Regions from separate parts of the Ovis aries genome. Here region 2 is linked to region 1. Evidence: chromatin contacts called from public Hi-C data. All regions are on one chromosome and are shown on one strand. The core of a region is the stretch at or near the end of the contact, and the rest is flanking DNA. Distances in the headings are between cores, read along the strand shown. Region 1 overlaps ARHGEF38 (Rho guanine nucleotide exchange factor 38). Region 2 has its middle 19 kb from the start of ARHGEF38.

The links. A called contact is a pair of places that touch in the nucleus more often than the background predicts.
Region 2: a Hi-C map of hypothalamus shows a contact between it and region 1, with 4 times the contacts expected there. The contact joins two enhancer-like sites. A contact is called at or near these places in 3 of 16 Hi-C or Micro-C datasets (hypothalamus, liver and tail adipose tissue).

What each region holds. Positions count from the first base shown.
Region 1 is chr6:19,934,662-19,940,915 of ARS-UI_Ramb_v3.0, forward strand. The region is part of intron 3 of ARHGEF38 (Rho guanine nucleotide exchange factor 38); the gene reads right to left. Among named protein-coding and RNA genes, the nearest start is that of ARHGEF38, 84 kb to the right of the region's middle. Within about 2 kb of position 1,645, at least 10 of the 54 cell types and tissues checked have an H3K27ac peak or open chromatin away from gene starts, as enhancers often do. A contact at or near this core is called in hypothalamus, where this site is marked.
Region 2 is chr6:20,036,873-20,043,985 of ARS-UI_Ramb_v3.0, forward strand. No RefSeq gene overlaps it. Among named protein-coding and RNA genes, the nearest start is that of ARHGEF38, 19 kb to the left of the region's middle. Within about 2 kb of position 5,234, at least 5 of the 54 cell types and tissues checked have an H3K27ac peak or open chromatin away from gene starts, as enhancers often do. A contact at or near this core is called in hypothalamus, where this site is marked.

The DNA of each region.
Region 1 (6,254 bases), core at 395-2,894:
AGAGACGCATGGAGGAAGCAAGTTCTGCTCAGAAACTGCAAGTGATCTCAGTTGGCTGGCTGGTGCCATACCTGGGGGGAGGTTTCAGCAGAAGCTATATAGGTAGGCAGGGGCCAGACCATGGAAGACTTTGTGCATCATTAAGAAGCTGGAACTTTAACCTGAAGGTCATGGAGAAGCACTGATGGAGTTTAGGCAGCAGATTTACATGATGAGACTGTATTTTAGAAAGTTTACTGTGGGAGTTAGTTATCTGAACAATGGAATTTGAGGGAGGAGTTAGGGAGATAGGAAAAGAGAAACCAATTGAGAGGCTTCTATAACTATACAAGAAATAAATAATGAGGCTAAAGTAGAATGTTACAGCGGTTGAGAGAATGCTCGCAAATCAATTGCCTGGTATCAGATTCTGGTTTTACCATTTACTCATGTGACATTTGGGAAAATTACCTGATTTTTCTGTTTCTTAATTTCCTCATCTGTAGTAGGAAATAATCATAATGGTAGGGTTGTTTAATGATTCAATGAGTTAAAATATGTAATGTGTCTATCTTGGCATGTGCAAATGTTCATTAGATATTAGTTATAACCATGAGAGCAAAATCAGGGAGGATGAAGAAGAGAGAAGAAAAAACATACATTGACCTTGTAAGAGAGAAGAGGATAACTCCAGGCATATCTCAGGAAGCGGTTTCAGTAAACATGTGGATAGACAATGATGATAAGATAAAGAGGGTGTTTTTATGGGAAGACAACAAGTTTAATTTTAGAAGTATTGACTTTGAGTCACCCATAGTATATTAAAGTGAAGAGCCCTTTATGGAATTGCAATATGAGTCTGGGATTCAGGAAATAGAAGATCTAGAAAAGAGATTAGGGCTTTCCTGGTAGCTCCGCCGGTAATCCTCCTGCAATGCAGGAGACCCTGGTTTGATTCTTGGGTTGGACAGATCCCCTGGAGAAGGGATAGGCTATCCACTCCAGTATTCTTGGGCTTCCCTTGTGGCTCAGTTGGCAAAGAATCTGTCTGCAATGCGGGAGACCTGGGTTCAATCCCTGGGTTGGGAAGATCCCCTGGAGGAGGGCATGGCAACCCACTCCAGTACTCTTGCCTGGAGAATCCATGGACAGAGGAGCCTGTCAGGCTACAGTCCATGACATTGCAGAGTTGGACATGACTGAGCAACTTAGCACGCACACATCTTATTTGAGCTGGTAAGGTTTTGTTCTTTATTTTTGTGTTTAGATAAGAGGATGGGTGGTCTGTAAACTCACTGTGATAATCACTTCTTGATGTATGTAAACGAAATCATTATGCAATACACCTTAAACCTATACAGTGCAATATATCAATTATATCTCAATGAAACGGGAAGGAAAAATTCTCAAGCATAAACTGCGATCTAAGATCTATCCCAAAAGGCAGTTCTCCAGTTCTGAGTAAAACCTGATTGTCAGGACAGAGCATTCAGAGTACAGAGACGGGAGTAGGACTGCTCCGAGGATGGAGTATGACCCCCTTCCAGAAAAGAAGTTCTGAGATCTGAGCAAGATAATACAGGCCTCTGAATGTCACTTCCTGGGTGAGTGAATATGCCATCCCCAGATGAAAAAGCTTTCCTGGCAGCTTGCACCAGACTGACTGGGAGAATTTCTCGTGGTCTGCTGTCCTCCCTGGATAGGAGCCCAGCCACTGGGACTAAACAAGGCTGCAGTTCAGCCAGCCCAAATGCCAGGTGTATATGTTTTATTCCTTTTATTCTGAGCCTCCTCTGTTCTCCAGGGGAAGGCAAAATGAGGAGGGAGGCGAGAAGGAAGAGGTTGGAGAGTAAATGCAGCTTATAGAAGCCACTATCCTTTGCCTTTCGTCTCATTCAGTTCCTGCCTCGCCTGGGGATAACACTGACTGCTGAGAGATACTCCAGGGATGCTAGTTAGGGTTATGAAATCCAAACCCAAGTGCCAGGTGGAATGTGCAGCCACAGGATTCAAACAAGCATGTCCCTTGAGTATCAATTGTATAAAGATATTTGAAGGAAAAAAAATTATTTTCATGTGAAAGGATAGCATGGAAAATTTACTTGAATTCTTAAGATAAAATGAGATTTCAAATTATTTCATGCCTGTGGCTGTGGCTTCAGGTTGGAACTCCACATTCCCTGGGGCTCATGAAATTTCTCTTCTGATGTTAGCAATTACTCGGTTAAAAATTTTCACAAGTGCTGCTGCTGCTGCTGAGTCACTTCAGTTGTGTTCGACTCTGTGAGACCCCATAGACAGCAGCCCAGCAGGCTCCCCTGACCCTGGGATTCTCCAGGCAAGAACACTGGAGTGGGTTGCCATTTCCTTCTCCAATGCATGAAAGTGAAAGAGAAGTCGTGTCCGACTCTTCGCGACCCCATGGACTGCAGCCCACCAGGCTCCTCCGTCCATGGGATTTTCCAGGCAAGAGTGCTACCGTATGATAAATTCAGAAAAATGTGTTCATTGGATTTGACAATTCTGAGGTCTCTGGTGATGTGGTAACAGCAATTTTAGAGAAGTGGTTTTAGGAGGGGACAGGGTAAGACCAGTAAGAGGTTGATAGACCATAAAATGAAAAAAAGAAAAAGGAAGGGAGCCAGAGCAGATGGTGGGGTCCTGTCCCATGATCACAGTGCATCCAGTGCTAGGGAGGACAATGTCGTTATTGTGCTGGGGTCTCTCAAAGGAAAGGCTATTCCATCACTGACAGTGTAACAGATGGGCAGGATAAACTGGGGAGCAATAGTAGGCAATAGTGATGGACAGTATGTAGTATGTAATAAGACCTATATTAGGAAGAGCTAGGGCTCCCTTATAAATGTGTCTAGAATTAGTGATGCTATTTGGAGAAACTCAGGCTCTTAGCTTTTTCATCTGAACAGTGAGATGGCTGGATTGGAATTGGGCTTCCCTGGTGACTCAGATGGTAAAGAATCTGCCTGGAAGGCGGGAGACCTGGTTTTGATCTCTGGGTTGGGAAGACCCTACGAAGGGAATGGCAACCCACGCTAGTATTCTTGCCTGGAGAATTCCAGGGACAGAGGAGCCTGGTGGGCTACAGTCCATGGGGTCACACAGAGTTGGCTAAGACTGAATGACTACACTTTCTTTTCTTTTTAAGTATTAGTCTAGCACTAACACTCAAGGATAAAACTGTTTATTTTGATAATAACTCAAGGTCTCTTCCTGAACCTTTTTGACTTCCTGGATACCTTAACTCCATGTTGGGATTTTTATAACAACTCACACATTAAGGAAACATTGGTTCTCTGAGAGTTGAAAGTTAAAACATTTCTGCTGCCTAGGTCGGGAAAAGGTACAATAACCTTCCCTCCTCAGGAGTGATAATGCTAAGGACCCCATTCTCAGACCACCTTGGTAAATACCTCTCTTGAGAATGCTTGCCTCTGCTAGTTTCTCTTCACCACCTACCAGCCTTGGAAAATGACACAGGAGGACTTGGTAACAACAAGAGCAATGACAATTACTGTATTCCCTCAGTGTACCAACTGGCATCCTGGATACTGAGCACTGTCTCCGCCATTCATTTCATTCATTCACCAAGTACTTATTGAGGACACAATTCTAGGTGCTGGTAATACAACAATAACAAAACAGACAGGAATCCACGCCCCCCTACCTGGGGCTTGGGTCCTAGACAGGTGCGCACTCTGTCTCTCCCCTCTGCCACCAAGGTCTGGCCATCCCCATTGGAAAAAATGAACCAGTGAACCTGCTTTCTGTTGCCAGTTGCTTATCTATTCTCTCATCTTCCAAACTTTTATTGTTTGGACCACAAATGCACCCAGTTAAAAATACTAACCTTTTCCCCAGTCTCTGGTGGTGCAGGTGGTTAAGTCTGTGTGTGTGTGTGTGTGTGTGTGTGTGTGTGTGTGTGTGTGTGAGAGAGAGAGAGAGAGAGAGAGAGAGAGAGAGAGAGAGAGGAGGGAGGGAGGGAGGGAGACAGACAGAGATGGAATAATGTGTGTGCAAAATGAGATCATGAAGTATAGGAGAAGTCACTGGGAAAGCTTTCTATTTCCCCCAAGTGAAAAAAGCCAGAGCAGGAGATGGTTTTGCTCTTATTACCTGCAGGAAGCATGCTTGGCAGTGGAGTAACCATCTTGAGGCCATGAAGCCAGATACCACAAGTTAAGTACTGGGAAGGAAAAAGCTGGAAGTAGCCAGCAAGTAGCTGTCTCTGTTCTAGGCTATTGAGTTATGGATTTCTTGTTATGTGAGGGAAAAAGCTAAGTCCTTTTGGTGAAGTTTCTATTCCAGGCAGGCAAGGGTGGTTCTCACTGATCAAGCGACTTGCCCCAACATGGAGGCAGCAGTGATGGAGCCAGCGTCAGGGCACCGATCTGGCTACATTCTTGCCAGGCTCTTGTGCCCCTCAAGTGTGGCATCTCTGCTAACAGCTTTTCCTTCTGGCTTCCTAACAGTTGGGAGAGTGTTCAGGGACTCACAGCACTCTTACACTCACAGAAGTTTGGGACTTCTATGTGTATTCTGTACAATATCTGACTTCCCACCACCCCTTTCAAGGCTAACAGCACAACTCAGCCACCGACCCCCAGGAGCCAGCTCCACATTGTAGAACTTCACTTTCTCCTCAGGGAACAGAACTACAGAACTTATTACTAAGCCCTCCCGGTTTTCTTTTTATTATGAGAAATAAGTCCTGGTAGACCTGGGGCTCAGGAGACCGGAGGTCCAACTTTTGCATTGTCTCCTGGTGACTGCCTCCTGCTGATTTTTCCTTTCCTCTGTGGATTTGTGTGTACTTGACCTTGAACCACCCCTCTCCACCTTTCTTTCTGTCCTGCTTTCTGAAGCTGACAGCTTTCTTGTTACCGACAGTATTTGGAATAAAACGCCCTGACCTTTCACTGCTGTGTCTGGGTCTCTGTCCACCTGCTGGCCTCACATATCCCACTGAGCAGGGGTGAAGCTCCCAAACCTGCCCTCACTGATCAGGATGAACAAGGCCAGGCCTTTCCATGTTCTGAGTAACACGCGCACACACACACACACACACACACACACACACACACACACACACACGTGCATGCGATATAATAGTACCAGAACAGTGATTCAGGTGAACTACTTTGTGGCATCTCCCACACAGCATTATTGTCAATGACGAATCTCTTTTCACAGAATCACTGCTAAGGGCACAGATTCCTGCTTCAGGGACATACAAGAGACACAGCTTTAGGAGAACAAAGGACTGCCACAGAGTAACAGTGCTTCACCCACTCCATCTTCAAAGAACAGAAAGCTCTATACCGTATTTGTCTCCGAGGATAAACTCACCCTGAGGAAAAAGCATGTGAGAAACTGTAATTCCTATACCACAAGCTTCTGTCAGCTCTGGTTCTCTTTACCCTGCGTGTGAAGTAAGCAGAGAAAGTAACCAACCTCACACATGTTCAGAACTCAGTCTTTTAAAAATACTTTGAAACATTACAACATTGTTGAAAATTTGTAGAAGAGGACATAGCCCTGTTTTGGTTCTCTGTCACTACGTAACAAACCACCCTAAAATTTAGCGTCTTAAGACCAGCGACCATTTGATCTCTTCTCCTGATTCTGTGGGTTGGCAGGTATCACCTCAGTGGTTCTGCTTTACTTGAGGTTTGCTGGGGCTGCAGTCATTCAGAGGCTTAACTGGCTGGCTGGTCCAAGATGGCTCATTCCCAAGCCTGGGTGCCTTGGCAGGGAGGCTGGGACAGTGGGACCACTTTCTCACTAGGATAGTCTCAGCTCTAATCTTTCTCCGTGTGATATTCCCCTGGGGTGGCTGGATTTCTTAAATGGCAGGCTCCCCAAATCAACAAAATGTAGAAACGTCCAGCTTTCTCAAGGCTATGCCAGCCTTAAGACTTCGGCACAGGGTCTCTTCCTATGCATTGTATTAGCTGATGACTCTCAGGACCATCTAGAGTCGTTGTGGGACCAGACTGCATGGCAGTATGAATACCAGAAGGCACAGTTCCTTGAGGACCACTACTGTAATTGCTGCTCACTTTCAAATGTGGAAATGATACTCGGTATCTCAAATCATCCTCCATAGGAGGAAACACGTTGCCAAAGTATCAATAGATAGGTAAATTATCAAGATGCACAGATATTGGGAACACCTGGAAACCACACACGCCCAGGAATCTTTCATTGAAAAACATGATCAGGATCTCTAAAAAGTTCACATTTTGTATATAAGA
Region 2 (7,113 bases), core at 3,984-6,483, 110 kb after region 1:
ATCAGGGTCTTTTCCAATGAGTCAACTCTTCGCATGAGGTGGCCAAAGTACTGGAGTTTCAGCTTTAGCATCATTCCTTCCAAAGAAATCCCAGGGCTGATCTCCTTCAGAATGGACTGGTTGGATCTCCTTGCAGTCCAAGGGACTCTCAAGAGTCTTCTCCAACACCACAGTTCAAAACCATCAATTCTTTGGTGCTCAGCCTTCTTCACAGTCCAACTCTCACATCCATTCATGAGCACTGGAAAAACCATAGCCTTGACTAGACGGACCTTAGTCGGCAACTAATCAGCTTAATAATTTAAGATGATTAAATTTCCTTTAAGGTGTATCTTTAAAGTTACTTAAAATGTTAAACAAAACAGACAAAATGGGGTACCTCTAACTTTACCAGTGAATATGTGTATAACCCTCATAGAAAACGTTTCTAGAAGTATATTGTTATATTAAATCCAAATCAGTATCTTTCTTTAAGTCAATAAAAAGCTACTATTAAATATAAATGCTGAGTTACCAAGTTTCATTTCATATTAAAATACAGACTTTAATTTTGGAAATTTCTGTCTTTGGGATGATTTATTTCTAAGAGTAAATCACCAAGGTCTTATTTCCTCCCTTTAATAATGAAGAAGGTGATACTGATTTAATTGTAAGCAAAACAGAGAAGAAAAGAGTGATCAGAATGGTAGCTTCTCTATCTCTTCATCTTGTGATTTAGAGAAAGATACTCTACATATTTTGGAGAAGCCAATGGCACCCCACTCCAGTACTCTTGCCTGGAAAATCCCATGGATGGAGGAGCCTGGTAGGCTGCAGTCCATGGGGTCGCTGAGGGTCAGACACAACTGAGCAACTTCCCTTTCACTTTTCACTTTCATGCATTGGAGAAGGAAATGGCAACCCACTCCAGTGTTCTTGCCTGGAGAATCCCAGGGACAGGGGAGCCTGGAGGGCTGCCATCTATGGGGTCGCACAGAGTTGGACACGACTGAAGCAACTTAGTAGCAGCAGCAGCAGCACTCTACATATTTATCCACAAAAGTGACAATAAATAAAGTTGCATATAAACTCAAAGGAAAAGTAAATATTTTCTGAAATTCCATCTGATTTGAGTCTTGGACAAAAGCTGTAAGTGTTAGGACAATTATGAAAACTTGAGATGGAGAGATAGAAATGAAAGTTTCTCATTCCTGAAGGTTGGTATCTGTTACCTTATTACATCAAAGCACTGTGATTGGAGAAAAAAAAAAAAAAAAGATAACAAAAAACTCCTATCAGTAAAGAACAGCTTTCAATGCTCTCCTTTTTTTTTTTTTTTTGTCAGTGTAAGCATTCCAGATAAAAGAAAGGAAAAGTGTCTTCACTGTGGCTTCAGGACTGCCTAGAAAACAATGGCTTCAAGTTGGCACCTAAATTACTATTTCTTAGACCAGAGTATAGAATGTATTTATTTATGGTGTGGTGGGGTGGCAGTTAGGGCAAGACTTTTTCCCCTAAATAAAAATTCCTGTGCATCCAACATGTTAAACAAATGGAAGAATAGAATGGATCTATAAGGCAGACTATAGTTTTGTTTTTTAATAAGTGGAAAACATTTCATTGTTGCAGGATCCACGAGCACATTCTCAGAACCCTGTATGTCATATTCAGAACTGTCCCACATTGAGTTAGTTCAGTTTGGACAGTTTGACGATTTAAAATCTTTTAGCCTAAATCTAAGAACAACTACATGAGGAAAATCACAAGAGCTTTCAACACTTGCCAGAGAAAGTTAATGTCTTACCTTTTCTGTTTAGTACGTTGCATACCAGAGAATGAGAAAAGGTATCCTGTAAGCATGCAATTGAATAAAAGAGATTCAAAACATAAACAGAGGTGCTTTATGCTTCTATCTGTGTTTTGTGTCAAGAATGCTATGGAAACATATCACTAGCTAGGATTTATTGAGTGCTCAGTGTGTGCAAGCTATAAGCAAGGTACTTCTCATGGATCCTGGCACTTAATTCTCACAAGAACCTCATGAGATAGATACAATGACTCTTGATGTACAAAGAGTAAAATTAAGGTTAGAGAGTTTAAGTAATTTACCAACATTATAAACGGTAAGTTATGGAGTCAGAATCCAAACTCAGGTATAAATTTCTAACTATTATGCCATATACATGTAACATTATTGAAAAAATACTTATCTTTTAAAGAAATTACATTCTAATTATTTTGGCCCAGTTCAGTTCAGTTCAGTTCAGTCGCTCAGTCATGTCGGACTCTTTGTGACCCCATGAATTGCAACACGCCAGGCCTCCCTGTCCATCACCAACTCCCGGAGTTCACTCAGACTTGTGTCCACCGAGTCAGTGATGCCGTTCAGCCATCTCATCCTCTGTCGGCCCCTTCTCCTCCTGCCCCCAATCCCTCCCAGCATCAGAGTCTTTTCCAATGAGTCAACTCTTCGCATGAGGTGGCCAAAGTACTGGAGTTTCAGCTTCAGCATCATTCCCTCCAAAGAAATCCCAGGACTGATCTCCTTTAGAATGGACTGGTTGGATCTCCTTGCAGGCCAAGGGACTCTCAAGAGTCTTCTCCAACACCACAGTTCAAAAGCATCAATTCTTCGGCACTCAGCTTTCTTCACAGTCCAACTCTCACATCCATACATGACCACTGGAAAAACCATAGCCTTGACTAGACGGACCTTTGTTGGCAAAGTAATGTCTCTGCTTTTCAATATGCTATCTAGGTTGGTCATAACTTTTGGCCCAGTTAAATTCTCATAATTATACCTCCCTCACCACCTCTGTGACACTGGCATATAGTTAATGACAAGGAAATATAATTATTACTATGATTTTCAACAAATCAATACATCACAACCTCACTGATGACATATTTGTCATCTGTGAAAGAAGAAAATAGCTTTTACAATGCTAGAACTTTACTTTAAAAATCAGAACAGGTGCTAAGAAAGACAAATTTTGAGAGTTCATTTCCAAGCAATGTTATTGACAGAGCAAAGGTCACCTTGGATTGATAAATACTAATCTGTATCTGGCTGCTAAACTGTAGTATACAAAAAGAATACTCTTTAAGCCAGTAATAATTCAATCTTAATTATCTTTTAAAGGATATGTTTTAAAATTATATCTTGAAGTTCATCTGAAGGTGAACAGGCTTAATTCAAAATATGTGCTATGCTTTTAAGTTTTTTTTACTTAAAGTTGAAGACAGAAAAATATTTGAAATTTTGTTTGCAAGCAAAGTGTTTGAATCTGAATAACAGTTTCCACTTAGTTTTTTCAAATGTTTATCCAATCGATTAAAACCCAATGTCCCAGTTCTCCTTTACAAGACAAGCAGATGTTCCTGGTGTTTATTTCCCTTTGATATTTCATTCAGAAAGCAAAGATTCGAGTTAAAATTCTGTAAGTCCATTAAACTATTATTTGACCCAACCCCTGCTGTTGAAATTTATTATGATTTTTCTTATGATTATAAAATGAGACACGTTTATTATAGACAGTACTGAAAACACAGAAAGAGATAATAAAAATTAACTGCAACTCCAGGACCTGGAAATAAAAGTATTTCTTTCACAGACAGTACATCCTTTGTGCAATTTCTCTTTTATGCATTTCTGTACAAATATGACTCTTCAAAGTCCCTTGGACTGCAAGGAGATCCAACCAGTCCATCCTAAGGGAAATCAGTCCTGAATGTTCTTTGGAGGACTGATGCTGAAGCTGAAACTCCAATACTTTGGCCGCCTGATGTGAAGAACTGACTCATTGGAAAAGACCCTGATACTGGGAAAGATTAAAGGCAGGAGGAGAAGGGGACGACAGAGGATGAGATGATTGGATGGCATCACTGACTCAATGGACATGAGTTTGGGCAAGCTTCAGGAACTGGTGGTGGACAGGGAAGCCTGGTATGCTGCAGTCCATGGGTTTGTAAAGGGTTGGACATGGCTGAGCGACTAAACTGAACTGAACTGATACAAATATGAGACCATTTTTTGCAGATTTTTGTAACTATTTCAATTAAGAAAATGTAATGAGCATCTCTCTGTGTCATATTAATATGTATAATTTATATAACTAGTTGTCTCAAGTTAGAACTTGGATATTCCCGTTTTTTATTATAAATGATGTAACATTAAACGTCCCTGCACATAAATCTTTGTGTACACACTCTTTTTTTCCTTTCCATAGACTAGAAATATTTTGCATAAAATTAAAATATGATTCCAGAAACACTAATTCATTAACATAATGATATTTTGTAAATTATTTGAATATATTTATAGTTCCAGGGCATCCTTCCTTTGAGCATTTTGAGAAGTTTCATATACATTAAACTTAATTCCTGTTGTTTGATGGGTCAGCTTTTTTTAAATGAAGGGAATGAAAGAAAGTGGCAAGAAAGAGTTTACCGAGTGAGAGGATAGAGAAAGCAAAAAAGGGGAAATAATCTTTGCTGCTTCATTCATTCTTTTCTTCTTCTAGAATATTGTCCCTGCCTTGTCTACCTAGGCAACGCTTTTCAGCCTCCTAAATCTCCATGCAGCTGTAACATCATCTCCCATGTCTATGTGGTGATTCTATGTGTGAGTTCTCTTAGCCACTTTCTACAAATCCTGGCTCTTTTCTTCGTGTATTGTAATTTGACCTCACTGGCAATAATATTTTGTAGCTCTGACTTGTCCTCTGGCAGGGACTCAAGGTAAGGCCTGTATTCTATTCATCTCTGCATCTCTGGTGACTAAAGGAGAGCTTATATAAATGTTATTTTATAAATGTTTAAAGAATAAATGAATAAGTGAATGGCAAAGTCTACCATCTCCACAAAGAAGCTATATTTTCTGTTCTGGGATAAGGGGAGAAGGTTAGGAGAATTTATTGCCAGGGCTCCTGGACTTTTTTTCCCTGAAGGGGAAGAAAGAAAGGGAGGGAGAGAGTTCTATATCTGTAGTCTTAAAAGCAGACTGCAATGACTCTCATTGTCTGTGTTCAGGGACCTGATAAACAATCTGCTCAGTTAAGTAGACAAAATACAAACCTCAACAATATAAACGAAATTCATCACAGTAGCAAATTCATGGAGGTTTTAAACCTAGGTAAAATAAAAATTGTATATCTGGTTCCTTTGGACAAATTTGTTTCCCTTTCTTCCCTCTCTCAAAGGAAACAAAGATCAGCAAATACTAGCAGCCAAAATATCTGTCTTTGTGTGCCTGCCAAGCTTTAGAGTGTTCCCTTGATTGCAGTGAACAATGCGTTATATAGAACTGTAGAGACCAGTACTAGAAGACTCATTAGTGCTTTCTTGTGGAAACAGCTGTCTGGTGGGTTTGTGTTTGCAGAGGAACTCGTATTAATAAAGCTACGTTAATATAGCTTTCCCTAATGCTTTTTAATGGTTTTGCGATTTGTTTTCATAGATGACTTGACAAATCAAGTCTGAAACAAAGAGTCATTTCATAGTGTTTCTTTAGTCACCAAAATATTTTGCCATACTTTCCATGGAAGTTCTAGATCAGTACTATTTCCACTCAGATTTCAGGCAGAAAGGACACTAGGGGTTCAGTAGAGGCACCAAGCCTTCCCTTCTCTTCTCCTTCCAATCCAAAACACCAGGCCATCCTGGAGAAATGAAAATCTCTATTGAAAGCACGCTGATACACACATGATCTTAAACAATGCTGTAAACAAACTGAGGAGGCGTGAAAAGGGGGGAAGGATTAGTTTAGGATGATTTTTTCACACCAAGTTATCCTGTCCTCTGCTTTGTGTTTTATGCATGTCTGTGTTTGAGTTTGTTATATGGAACATATATTTATAACAAAAACAAAGACTCAAAAATGCAAAAATAAAATCATAAGGCAAATGAGAAAATCACAAATATGAAAGAGTTAAGATCATTAATCATATCTTACTGGCAAGAATTCAAGAAACTGATAAAAAGGACATCACAAAAGAGTCCCGCATGACTTAGCAACTTAACAACGACAACCCCTCAGTAATAAAATGTGGGCAAAGATCATGAATAGACATCTCCCAAAAAAGGAAGTGCAAATGGTAATTCTTCTACAACTGTGTTCCCTTTACCTCACAAAGGACAACAGAGTTATTTTTCTAAAACAAGATCATATTTACTCCCCTGATGCAGTTTTTCCTCCATATTCTAAGTGCTTTTCAACTTTTGTAAGAAGGGGGTTACAGTACCACAGATTGAGAGAATGTTCATTGAACAGCAGTCTGTGATTGGTGATGATTGAAGATCATTTTCAGAAGAGTAGAGTGACATGAGCTAGATTTCAGAGGTTTAAAGAAATAATTGTAAGAAACAACTTCAGGATAAATATAATCCACACATTTGAGAAGCTTATCAAGGAAAGGGAGTAAAACACAACAATGACTAGGACTGTGTGTTAGTCGCTCTGATGTGTTCAACTCTTTGCGACCCCATAGATATAGCCTGCCAGGATCCTCTGTCCACAGAATTCTCCAGACAAGCATACTAGAGTGGGTTGCCATTTCCAACTCCAGGGGATCTTCCTGACCCAGGGATCAAACCTGGGTCTCCCTCATTGCAGGCAGATTCTTCACCATCTGAGTCACCAGGGAAGCCCAATAACAAGGAGGGGAAATGGTTATTAACCTCCCCATGTGTCTAGCAGACACTGAGGAGGCATGAAAAGGGGGGAAGACATGTCTGCTAGACACATGGGGAGGTTAATAACCATTTGATCTTGTTTTGGCTTCCTTCATTCCTGTTAGTTTGTTTCTATGCGTTTTTAGAAGGATAAGCAATATAACTCACACTCATGGAAAATTTGAGAAGTACTGATTAGCATAAGGAGATAGAAGGCATCATCCCAAGGTCCCACCATCCAGAAACAGTAGTGATATTTTAGAGAATTCATTTCAACACCTTTTATAGAATCCCTTTACATTTTAATATGTATGAGATATTGTGAGGGACAGGGAAGCCTGGTGGGCTGTAGCCCACGGAGTCGAGAAGAGTCAGACATGGCTTGGTGACTGAACAACAGCAACGCATGAGATACTACATTTCTCTATAAATCTGAGATAATGTAAGGCCTGTTTTCATTCT